2 separate regions of the Rattus norvegicus genome follow, and region 1 is linked to region 2. Evidence: chromatin contacts called from public HiChIP or PLAC-seq data. All regions are on one chromosome and are shown on one strand. The core of a region is the stretch at or near the end of the contact, and the rest is flanking DNA. Distances in the headings are between cores, read along the strand shown. Region 1 holds the start of Nfkbia (NFKB inhibitor alpha). Region 2 holds the start of Prorp (protein only RNase P catalytic subunit).

Region 1 (5,166 bases), core at 2,527-5,026, 190 kb after region 2:
TTTCCCCTGTGAAACACAGGATGTTGTACAATAGCTGTTTTTTTTTTTTTTTTGTTTTTTTTTTCAGCCCCAGATGCCCGGCACTGTCTTGTGTTTTACCCTTATGCAATGTCTGCAACAGCCGAGTCAATGAATAAGAAGTCTGAGAGGTGACATCGCCTAGGAAATGTCAGGACAGTACCATTTCCAAGCCCATGGTCACTCTTGAGGACTTTCCCAGTTGTATCAAGCTAGTTCAGCAAATTCCTCTTGTCCAAACTTAAGTGCCATGGAGAAAGGGGTTTTGTAACAGCGTGAATCAAGGAGAAAACAGTGCCAGTGCCTTCAGAGACAGGGCCAGGTGGCTTGCTGGTACCCCAGCCCAAGGTTGGCATTTCCTGTCACCTCGAAGCAGCCTCCCTCCCACACAGGGATGTTAGAGGCTGCTGAAAAGCTCTGCTGGGCTTACACAGAAGCTGCTCTCTGAACTTCCTTAGCTGGCTGGAAACAGTCACCCCACCCTCTCCGGCCTCCAATCCTCAGGAACAAGCCAATGAGCAGGACAATGCTGTCTGTAAAAATCTGTTTAATAAATATACATCTTAGAAGTACCAAAATAATTACCAACAAAATACACCATATACAACATTTACAAGAAAGTGGTACAAATCTCAGCTGGGGATGACTTAAGCACATACCACTGAACACCTGGTTCTTACGTGAGAGGGCACACTGGGGTCAGCTACAGTCTATGGCGGTTCAACCAAAAGCACAATAAATAAAATGTGGTCCTTTTATCAGATTCTGGAAAATCACCTCAAAAAAAAAAAAAAAATCCCACAAACATGAACCTTAGGAGACATTTCCTTTGAATTTCAATGATCTGTTTCCCCAAATTTCACAAGAACAACAGCTGAATCACCACAATAGAATGCTCGGGGCTAGGCGCTGTGTGCTGTGGTGCTAAGTATACCCTTTCTTATTTTTTTTTCTTTTTCTTTTTTTTTTTTAGAAAAATAAAACTCTATTTGTACAAATATACAAGTCCACGTTCCTTTGGCCACTTTCCTCTTATAACGTCAGACGCTGGCCTCCAAACACACAGTCATCGTAGGGCAACTGGAACAAGAGAGGGAAAAAGGCACATTAGATTCCTAGAACTTCGCCAAGCCATTGGGATGGCGGGAGAGCTGCTTCTACAAATAACTCCCATTCCTGGACTCTCTCCTCCTCAGCCTAAACAGAACGCAGGCGCCGGGCTGCAGGAGTTCCCTTCACCAATTCTCTCCTTTCAAAAGTCTAAGCTATTGCAGGGGACATAGCTCAATGGTAGAACATGTGCCTATTACCACGTGTTAAAGCCTGGGTTCAATTCCCACAACTCCCTCTTACTGCCCCATTCCGAAACCCACAAGGGTAAGCTATTAAAGCAAACCAGAGACACGTTCTTGGGATCCTGGCTTTGCAAGCTGAGACTGAGAAGTTGAATAACTCAGGTCCCTATGATACAGAACAGCTCTAGAACAGACCTAGGTGTGGTGAGGGAGAATGGACCACTCTGGCAGTAATGAACACGCACCTCATCTTCCGTGAATTCTGACTCCGTGTCATAGCTCTCCTCATCCTCACTCTCGGGCAGCGTCTGAAGATTTTCCAGGGTCAGCTGGCCCAGCTGCTGCTGTATCCGGGTACTTGGGCGGCCCCACGTAAGCTGGTAGGGGGAGTAGCCCTGGTAGGTTACTCTGTTGACATCAGCCCCACACTTCAACAGGAGCGAGACCAGGTCAGGATTCTGCAGGTCCACTGCAAGGTGGAGGGCTGTCCGGCCATTACAGGGCTCCTGAAACCAAAGGCAATCAGAAGTGTTTATCTGGAAATCTGCTCACAGTAAGAGCCAGCCCAGCAGAGTTTAGGAGGAAGGGGAAGTACTCACCTGAGCGTTGACATCAGCACCCAAAGTCACCAAGTGCTCCACGATGCCCAGGTAGCCATGGATAGAGGCTAAGTGTAGACACGTGTGGCCTGCAGGATATAAGACGGAACTGTAACCACTTGTTTCAATCCTCACACAAGTCACGTCTCCTTTCTTGGGGACAACCACAAACAACCTCAATTTTGAAGAACTCAAAAGTCTGGGTTCTCAGTGAACGTCATGTAGGAATCATGGAGAAGACTTTTTAAAAGTCCACACTGCCTGAACTTCTTATACGTTGAGGCGTTTTAGCTCCAGGCTAGACTCAAGGGGACCCGTCTCTCCCTTCTCTGCGTCCCTGGATGGACTGGCAGACCTACCGTTGTAGTTGGTGGCCTGCAGGACGGAGTGGAGATGCTGGGGCGTACAGGTCTGAGTCAAGACTGCTACACTGGCCAGGCAGCCCTGCTCACAGGCAAGATGGAGAGGGGTATTTCCTCGAAAGTCTCGGAGCTCAGGATCACAGCCAGCTTTCAGAAGTGCCTCAGCAATTCCTGGCTGGTTGGTGATCACAGCCAAGTGGAGTGGAGTCTACGAATGGAAGAGGAAACAGAAAGAGCCTAAGCCATGGAGCAAACCCATAGTCTTGAGTTTCCTGAACCCCAGACACCTCCTATTACAGAATCCCCTCCTCCCATTTGTCTACAGGAGATCAGGCAAACAGGAGGCCCTACGTGGGTCATAAAGACCTCAACCAACCCTTGGGATTTTCCTTCTTGCTCTAAGACTTTGGCTAATTTGAATGTAAAAGGCCAGGGCAGATAAGGACCGTGACTGTTAATTTAGAAACGCTTTGGGGGCGACTGAGCTTCATCTAACTCCACCACGGGGTCAAAGAGGGCACAGCTGGGCAAGCCCGCACCTGCTGCAGGTTGTTCTGGAAGTTGAGGAAGGCCAGGTCTCCCTTCACCTGACCAATCACTTCCATGGTCAGTGTCTTCTCTTCATGGATGATTGCCAAGTGCAGGAACCTGCGGGATGACAGGGAAACCCCCCAGGGGTGGTGAGCGCACTGCGTGGGGCCCCCGAGAGGCGCGGGCTGCGGGGGATTGCGCAAGGCCGGGGTTTCTGGAGGCCGCGGCCGCGGTGTTTTCCGCGAGGTTATTATGAGCTGAGTGTTCCTGGCAGCCGCCCAGGGACTTTCCGTGCCCCACCCCCTCCGGGCGGGCGCCGGCCAGACCGGCCCGCCCTCCGCCGCCCGGAACGCCCTGTACTTCCCCTCGCGGCCGCGCAGCGCCCGGCGGCTGCGCGGAAACTCTGCCAGGCGGGGACTTTGCGTCCTCGTTGCCGCCCCGCCCCCGGCCTGCGCTCGGCTACTCCGGGTCCCGGGAAATGGGGTGGGGGGATGGGGAGGCAGGCGGCCCGGCGCCCGCAGCTCTGTAGCCCCGTAGCCCCGCAGCCCCGCCGTGCAGAGCCCCGAGCGCGGTGCAGGCCCCGCGCGACCCCGCCCGTGCCCATGCCCGAGCCCGCCGCCACTTACGAGTCTCCGTCCTCCGTGAGCTGTTGCTTCCAGGGCTCGGCAGCCAGAGGCGCCTCCTGCGGCTGCAGGCGGATCTCCCGCAGCTCCTTCACCATCTGCTCGTAATCCTCGTCCTTCATGGAGTCCAAGCCGCTGTCGTGGCGGTCGTCCACCAACCGCTCCTTCTTGAGGCCGTCCCGCGGGCCCTCCATGGCCCAGTCCTGGCCGTGCCCAGCTGGCTGAAACATGGCTGTGCGGAGCTGAGCGGGTGCAGGGTGCAGGCTGCTGGCAGTTGGGTGGCGAGTTCAGACTGTTGTGGGCTCGGCAGCGCCGCCTCGGCGCCCTATAAACGCTGGCAGGGGATTTCTCAGGGGCGGGGTCAGGCGCGGGGAATTTCCAAGCCAGTCAGACTAGAAAAAGAACTGGCTCGTCCTCGACTGAGAAGCCTAAACCCAGGGCCGGGGTTCATCAGAGAAACTCCCTACGATGAGCCACTGGGGTCATGTACAGGGAACTTTTTGATGAGCCCTGAGTGGCTGGAAAGTCCTCCCGACCAGGCCCCCTCCCTCTAGGTACTTCCCTGCAGCCTGCACTCAGTAACCCCAGCGTTCTACAAGAGCCCTTCTTTCCCTGGGGTTTCCCACCGACGACTTTGGTTTGGGGTCCCAAGCTGCTGAGATTCCAAGGACGCAAACCTGCTAGGCTGTTCCTCTTAGAGATTTGCCAATTTGCAGGTCCTTTCCGGTTCTTGATCTTTTGAAAACCCAAGAGTGGAAATGGCTGGCTGGGTGCAGGGATTCGCTTCTCCTAAATTTCTGCGACGACGGACGTATGAGTGATTCCGGGTCGTCTGTGTTTCAGGCTCTTTGCAGTGCATGGACATTTGGCTGCCCTTCACCATCCCCCCTCGAAGCTGTAGACACTTTGGCATTCAAACAAACAAAACCAATAACAACAACAACAAAATCCAAGCGCCTGGAGAACCCCTAGATTAATTCCGAGGGGTCAATAATCTCGCCCGGGGGAGGGGCAGCGGGGGAGGGGCAAAGTCTAGCTCCATATGGGAACCACATTTTCCCCCAAGTAATGCAAGGTGTTAATCTTTGTAGAAGTTGTAGCTTCCATGCAACAGAAACTGTTGAGTTCTTGCTGTTGGAGTTAACTTGTTAACTTGTAGAGAATAAAGCCGGAGCTTATTGTGAATGCCTAGCAGAACAACTGGTTTAGTGCCCTAGCCTCTTAAACATAGCTAAGAAAGTAACTTTGAAGCATCCTGCAGGAGGCTCAACATAGTCCTAACACTGACCACATCTGAAACCTGCTGGTTCTACTAGCTTCCTTGCTTCCCAGGGACCGCAGCATTGTGGGTGGCTACTCCTCAAGAAAGGGATTTGGGCCTGTGATCCCCTAGTTTTACCTGCAAAAGTAGAAGTGTTGCTTCCACCCCATCCCGACTTAGGAGCCTGCAAGTGTGAGGTAACTCGGGAAAATTAAAGCAACTTGGATCACAGTTTGTCAGAATAGACCCAGTAGGCTTCCTGTTCTGCATAGATTTCTGGTGAAATTTGAGTGATCTTTTTCTTGTTGAGCCTTGTAGCAACTCTCCTCTCTTCGTAATTCCACTGCCTCCCCCACAGTATGAAAGTGAGGACACTGGGGGAAAAGATTCAAAGTCCAGGAAAAAACAAAAACTTCCAGACAACAACGTCACGTTAAAGTTAAGACTTCCTCAGCAAATCCTCTTCATCATCTCTGC
Region 2 (5,258 bases), core at 2,177-4,676:
TTTCCTGTAGGTTCTCTCTGAAGGTGTAAGCTCGCTCACACACCCCTGATCAATTAGAACCTCAGGACTGTAGTTTCACTTCAGCCTCACTGGGCTCTTCAATTCTACCACCTAGTTTCTCAACACTATTTCTTCTGCATCATTTTCTTCCCAAGATGACTCTAGGGATTCCTGAGCACTTCCCCAGGTCACAGCATTTCCGTTGACCCTGTCATGTTAACCTTTAACCTTGGACCAAGTCACAGTTTCTTTAGTAAGGCTCAGTACTGCTGGAGAAAACTGCAAATTTTTGCAAATAAAATGGGAGTTGAGAAGGACCAATGAATTAGCTTTGTAGAGGTCATTCATGATTCTTCACAAGCAGGAATAAGAGACAAGCACAGTTTAAACCACAAAGTCTTTGAGTGTTGCTACCAGAGAAACAAGTACAAGGCAGAGCTAGAAGTATGGAACTCATACAAGGGAGCTGTTGTTGTTTTTTGGTTTTTCCTTTACTTCTTTTGAGACAAGGTGTGATCTGTAGCCCCAACTTGGAACTCGCCATTTACAGACTAGCGTAACTTGCATTGGTTTTCCTGCTTCTGCCTCTGGAGTGATGGAATTACAGGTATATACCTGGCCTAAGGAAGTTTCTTAACTGGGAAAAATACCAGCTTTTTTATACACTAATGAGAACAATTAAGAAAACCTGATAATCCAGGTAAAGGGCTTAAGAACATATAGCCTTTGGTATGCAAAGAGATTTAGCATAGGGGATCTACTACACTGGTGGCTACAGCCTTAAGAAGGAGCTGTTAATATTATCCACATAATCTAGATAATTTGCTGTATACTCAGGGTCTGTCCGGTTGTAGTATTCCTATTAAAGGTGAAGAGAAAAGCAGCAATCTTTGGAGGGGAACTGGGGAGATGACTCAGTAGATTAAGAGCACGTGCTGCTCTTGTAGAGGGCTCCGGTTTGTTTTCCAGCACCCACATGGCAACCAAGTGTAACTCCTGCTCCAGGGGATCCAGTACCTTCTGCAGGCCTTTGCAGGTGTCAGGTCTCAAAGAAACCTGGGACAAATGGCTAACTGAGGTGCCTACTAACATATCAGCAGAAGCAGGATCCCAGCTTGCTCCTCCTTGCTTTTCTCACCTCACGGCCTACCCTAAACCACCCCAGTGGACTCAGCTTCCTTCAGCTTCTGATCCCGTATAACTCAGGCATGTGGGCTCCTCACTCACTCTCTTGGTACCCACGTGCTCTCTTGGTCCACTTGCCCCTCCCCCTTGCTCTTTCCCACCACTCTCCTCTCATGCTAAAGTCTATTCTGCTGCTCCGGTTCAGCCGGGACTCTCCTAGTCTGAACTCGCCCTCGTAGCTACAGCAAAAGCTTCTCCTCAACCAGGTGTAGGCCACGTCCTCAATTTTCGCTCAGCAGGCAGTGCACATGCACATACATTACACACTTGTTAATGGCAATGGAAATGATTGAGGAGAAAAAGCAAAGTTACCAATGTATGAGAGGAAAACACTGAAGAGAAGCCAGTGACCGTATGAGAAAGAATGCAGTCTAGTGAGGGGCAGGAGGGACTCAACTACACTCAACTCTTTTCTAGAGACAGGGTTTCTTTGTGTAGTCCTGGCTGTCCAGGAACTCTGTAGACCACGCTGGTCTCCATCTCAGAGATCTACCTGCCTCTGCCTCCCAAGTGCTGGGATTAAAGCCATGTGCTCAGTGACAATTCATTTTAAAGGTGAAGGTCGGAGGTAAGGATACATACCTAAGACCTGAGAGAAATGGTAACTGGCAACAGTTGAGGCTCTCCTTTATAACCTGCGTCTACTTCCTCTTTGAGATACAGAGTTGAAAAATAAGCTAGCTCACCAATTTAAGGGGAACAACAGAGAAGCCAGACTGGAGGTTTGGGAAGATGAATTAAGTGTAGAAAAGCAAATGCTCTTCTTGCAGATACAACCAAAACAGATACTTTAGCATAGAACTCACAATGCACAATGATTTGGGTTATCTTTTTGGTTTGGGTCTAGCCTCTAATTGGCTGAGCCATCTCTCTAGCCAGGTTCTGTTTTGCTTTAGCCAATTGCAGCTGCCCAGGAGCTGGTGTGGAACTGGAAGGATTTAACAAGACTGGCAAGCAAGTGTGAAGGACCAAGGTACAAGCAATGTAAAACGGATTGATGAAATTTAAAAATGGAGGGTTAAGTGAAAAGTGAGCGTAAAAGGGGACAGGCACTCGGGAGGCAGGAACAAAAAGGGTAAATAATTCAAGTCTAGCCTCGGCTATATGATAAAACGCTGTTCCTACGGAGGAAAAAACCTATAAGGATGAATTACAAGTCTTGGTAAGATTGAAGGTTTGAATCAAGGTTCCTAAGTCTAGTTTCTAAGTTTAAGATCGTGGAAAATGGGAACCACCGTTATGCTTTCATTCCTAGCAGGTCATTTACCAAGAAATGTGGGTCACCCCTTGGTATATCTCGAAAGCACATTCCACTCTGACTCCTTTGTCAGGGAAGTTTAACAGACGCGCAAAGTACGGCTCTCACTTCCTCCGCTACCCTATTCACCTGGTCCGCCACTTCTAGCCTAGGGCGGGCTATCTAGAGGGCGGTCCCTCTCAAACTCACTCTTTGGATCCGAGTTGGGCGACGCTAACCGCCGACGAAGCACGTCTTTCCAGTCCATGGCTGACTCCCGCTCAGAGGACCCTACATTTGCGGTTTGTTAACAGCTCCACCCACTACCAGCTGCAACGTCAGACGCCACCAAAACAAGTGGAAGTTAAGAAGGATGCCTGTACGCCATCTTGGGCAAGGGCGGAAGCCTTGGCTATAAAGAAAAAAAAGGAAAGATGTTGTAGCTATTCCAGATACGGCGATCACGCTAACAGGGACGAAATCAGACATGAAATAGATGAAAAAAATTATCCTTCTTAAGGGGGTGTCCCAGCTCAGCAAGTCAGATATTTAAAGGCCAGAAGAAATCTGCGTGACTTCTTCGTTTGGGCATTTGGCGCGTGCGCACCACAGGTGAAGGACTCCATTGGCATTTCCTAATTGAGAAAAGTATTTTCGTCACATTTTTGTTTTCTCTCTGGAAACCTTAACAGTTCCCAAGATGTAATAGACGCTTCCGAAGCTGTACCCAGCCCTCTTGGATACTAAAAATTTCAAAATTACCTTTATCTTCGCCATACTCAACAGAACGCCTGAATTCCAGCCATTCAGGCCCCAGCGGCTCGTTCAGCGCGGTGCCTTGTGGGAATTGTAGTTTTCGCCGCATTTATGGTTGCTTTAAGCTTGAGTAGCGTGGTGTGTTGTTTCATGAAGTGAACTTCGTTTGTCAGCAGTCCGTACAGTTAAGTCTGAACTCTTTCTCAACCTCACTTCCTTCTCTGTGATGTTTATGCTGCATTTCCTTGATTCCCACCCCCTTCTCTGAAGAGTTTTGCGTCCTGGAGAGAGTTGTGAAAAGCAAGGAACCCTAGACTGGCTTTTCTTGCTGCTGCTGGAACTACGGTTGGTGGTTCCTGACTGATTTTATTTATTTTCGTGTTCTCGCTCCCGTGATATCCCGCCCCTCTTCAGGACCGTAGTAATCCGCAGGAGTTAAACTGGGAGGTCCATGTGCTTTTTCTTCAGATTCGAAAATTGGAAGGTAACAGGCACCTCAGGATTTCCGTTCCGTCTTCTGGTTTAGGGATTGCTACTAGTGTTGGATGTCCTTGGATTGTTATTTAATGAATAGAACTCTTGTGCTTTCCTTCACATTAAATCGCTCCAAACATATAATCTTGGCTTGTTTATAAGGGAGAAACAAAAAAAAAAAAAAAATTCAAGAACTGGGCTTCCACTGTCTTCAGCCCTCAATACCTTAATTTTACATAGTGGAGTGAAGCTGTTTTTAGAAGTTGTCTCATTCAACTCACAGCAGAATGACTTTCTATTTGTCTGGTTTTCGGAGCTTTCTGAAACTTTGGAAGAGCAACCCTTATTTTGAACTAGGCCCTGCGACCTCTTCTGCCTCTTTCTTTCTCGGGGTTCACTGTGTCATCGGGAACCAACAGAGATGGTTTTCTGTTAAACCTACCACCCCTCCAAATAGCAAAATACTCAATCTACTGGTTACTAAAGCTAGAACACTCAAGAAAGGAAATGACAGCAATAAACAAGCTTCTTCTGGTCCTCATTATTTTGCTGCTGGAGAGGCTAAGAAGAGGTCCCACCTAAGTGGTAACCCTCAGAATCAAGGTCACACCTTGCCTGTGAAAAGCACTGTCCAACTCCCAACTAAACCTTTGAATTCCGAAGAGTGGGATAAACTTAAAGAAGATTTCAAAGGAAAGGCCAGTTTCGAAGACTTCGTCATTTCACAGATGACACGCAGCTGCAGTTCAGTCGATGTGGCCAAGTCTCTCCTGGCTTGGGTAGCAGCAAAGAACAATGGTATCGTGGGGTATAATTTACTCGTCAAGTATTTATATCTCTGTGTCTTTCATAAGCAGACGTCAGAAGTTATCGATGTCTACGAAATAATGAAAGCCAAGTACAAGAGTTTAGAATCTGGGGGTTACACCCTTCTCATCCGGGGATTAATCCACTCAGACAGATGGAGAGAGGCCTTGTTGCTGTTAGAAGATATTAAAAAAGTCATGGTCCCTTCCAAAAAGAACTATGGTGACTGTATACAAGGAGCCCTCCTTCATCAAGATGTGAACGTGGCTTGGAGTTTGTATCAGGAGTTGGTAGGTCATAATCTCATCCCTCTGTTGGAAACTTTAAAAGCCTTCTTTGATCATGGCAAAGACATGAATGATGATCAGTATTCAAACCAACTCCTGGACATTCTTTTGTATCTAAGGAATAATCAGCTGTATCCTGGAGAGTCATTTGCACACAGTATAAAGACGTGGTTTGAAAGGTAACTTTGATTTTGTATATGTGGTCTGTGTTTTGTTTATTAGTTGCTAAGACTCGTTTTATTCAACTTATGCCTTTTTCTGTCTTGAGATAAGAGTTGTTTCTCCTTTAAAACAAAATATTCTCCTAAGAAAGTAGTAGGGGTAAATTTGTACTACTCTCTACTTGTCACGTAAAAGGAAATTATATAGCACCTTCTGTTTTTATATAAACAGATCTCTTCTTTTTAGAACTATATTTTCTGAGGCGTCTGGCATGAACAACAAGCAACATTATAGCAAGTAAAGGGTTTGTATCTGTGTGTGGGCACAGCATGTGCCAACAATAGAGGTTG

The links. HiChIP or PLAC-seq counts read pairs in DNA pulled down with a chosen protein or histone mark.
Region 1: a contact with region 2 is called in an H3K27ac HiChIP or PLAC-seq map of oligodendrocytes, with 5 times the contacts expected there. The contact joins the promoter of Nfkbia here to the promoter of Prorp in region 2. A contact is called at or near these places in 8 of 12 Hi-C or Micro-C datasets (the A7r5 cell line, Schwann cells, frontal cortex and 5 more) and 1 of 1 datasets of contacts at active chromatin or transcription factors (oligodendrocytes).

Annotation. Positions count from the first base shown.
Region 1 is chr6:78,593,296-78,598,461 of GRCr8, forward strand. It overlaps Nfkbia (NFKB inhibitor alpha), which reads right to left and starts at 3,777. Exons shown (of 6, transcript NM_001105720.2): 1 at 3,432-3,777; 2 at 2,814-2,922; 3 at 2,272-2,482; 4 at 1,913-2,001; 5 at 1,559-1,819; 6 at 549-1,098. The coding sequence starts at 3,658. The coding sequence ends at 1,051.
Region 2 is chr6:78,402,716-78,407,973 of GRCr8, forward strand. It overlaps Prorp (protein only RNase P catalytic subunit), which reads left to right and starts at 3,427. Exons shown (of 7, transcript NM_001106730.2): 1 at 3,427-4,925. The coding sequence starts at 3,940. Ppp2r3c (protein phosphatase 2, regulatory subunit B'', gamma) reads right to left here and starts at 3,211. Exons shown (of 14, transcript NM_001014196.1): 1 at 3,185-3,211; 2 at 2,633-2,834. The coding sequence starts at 2,690.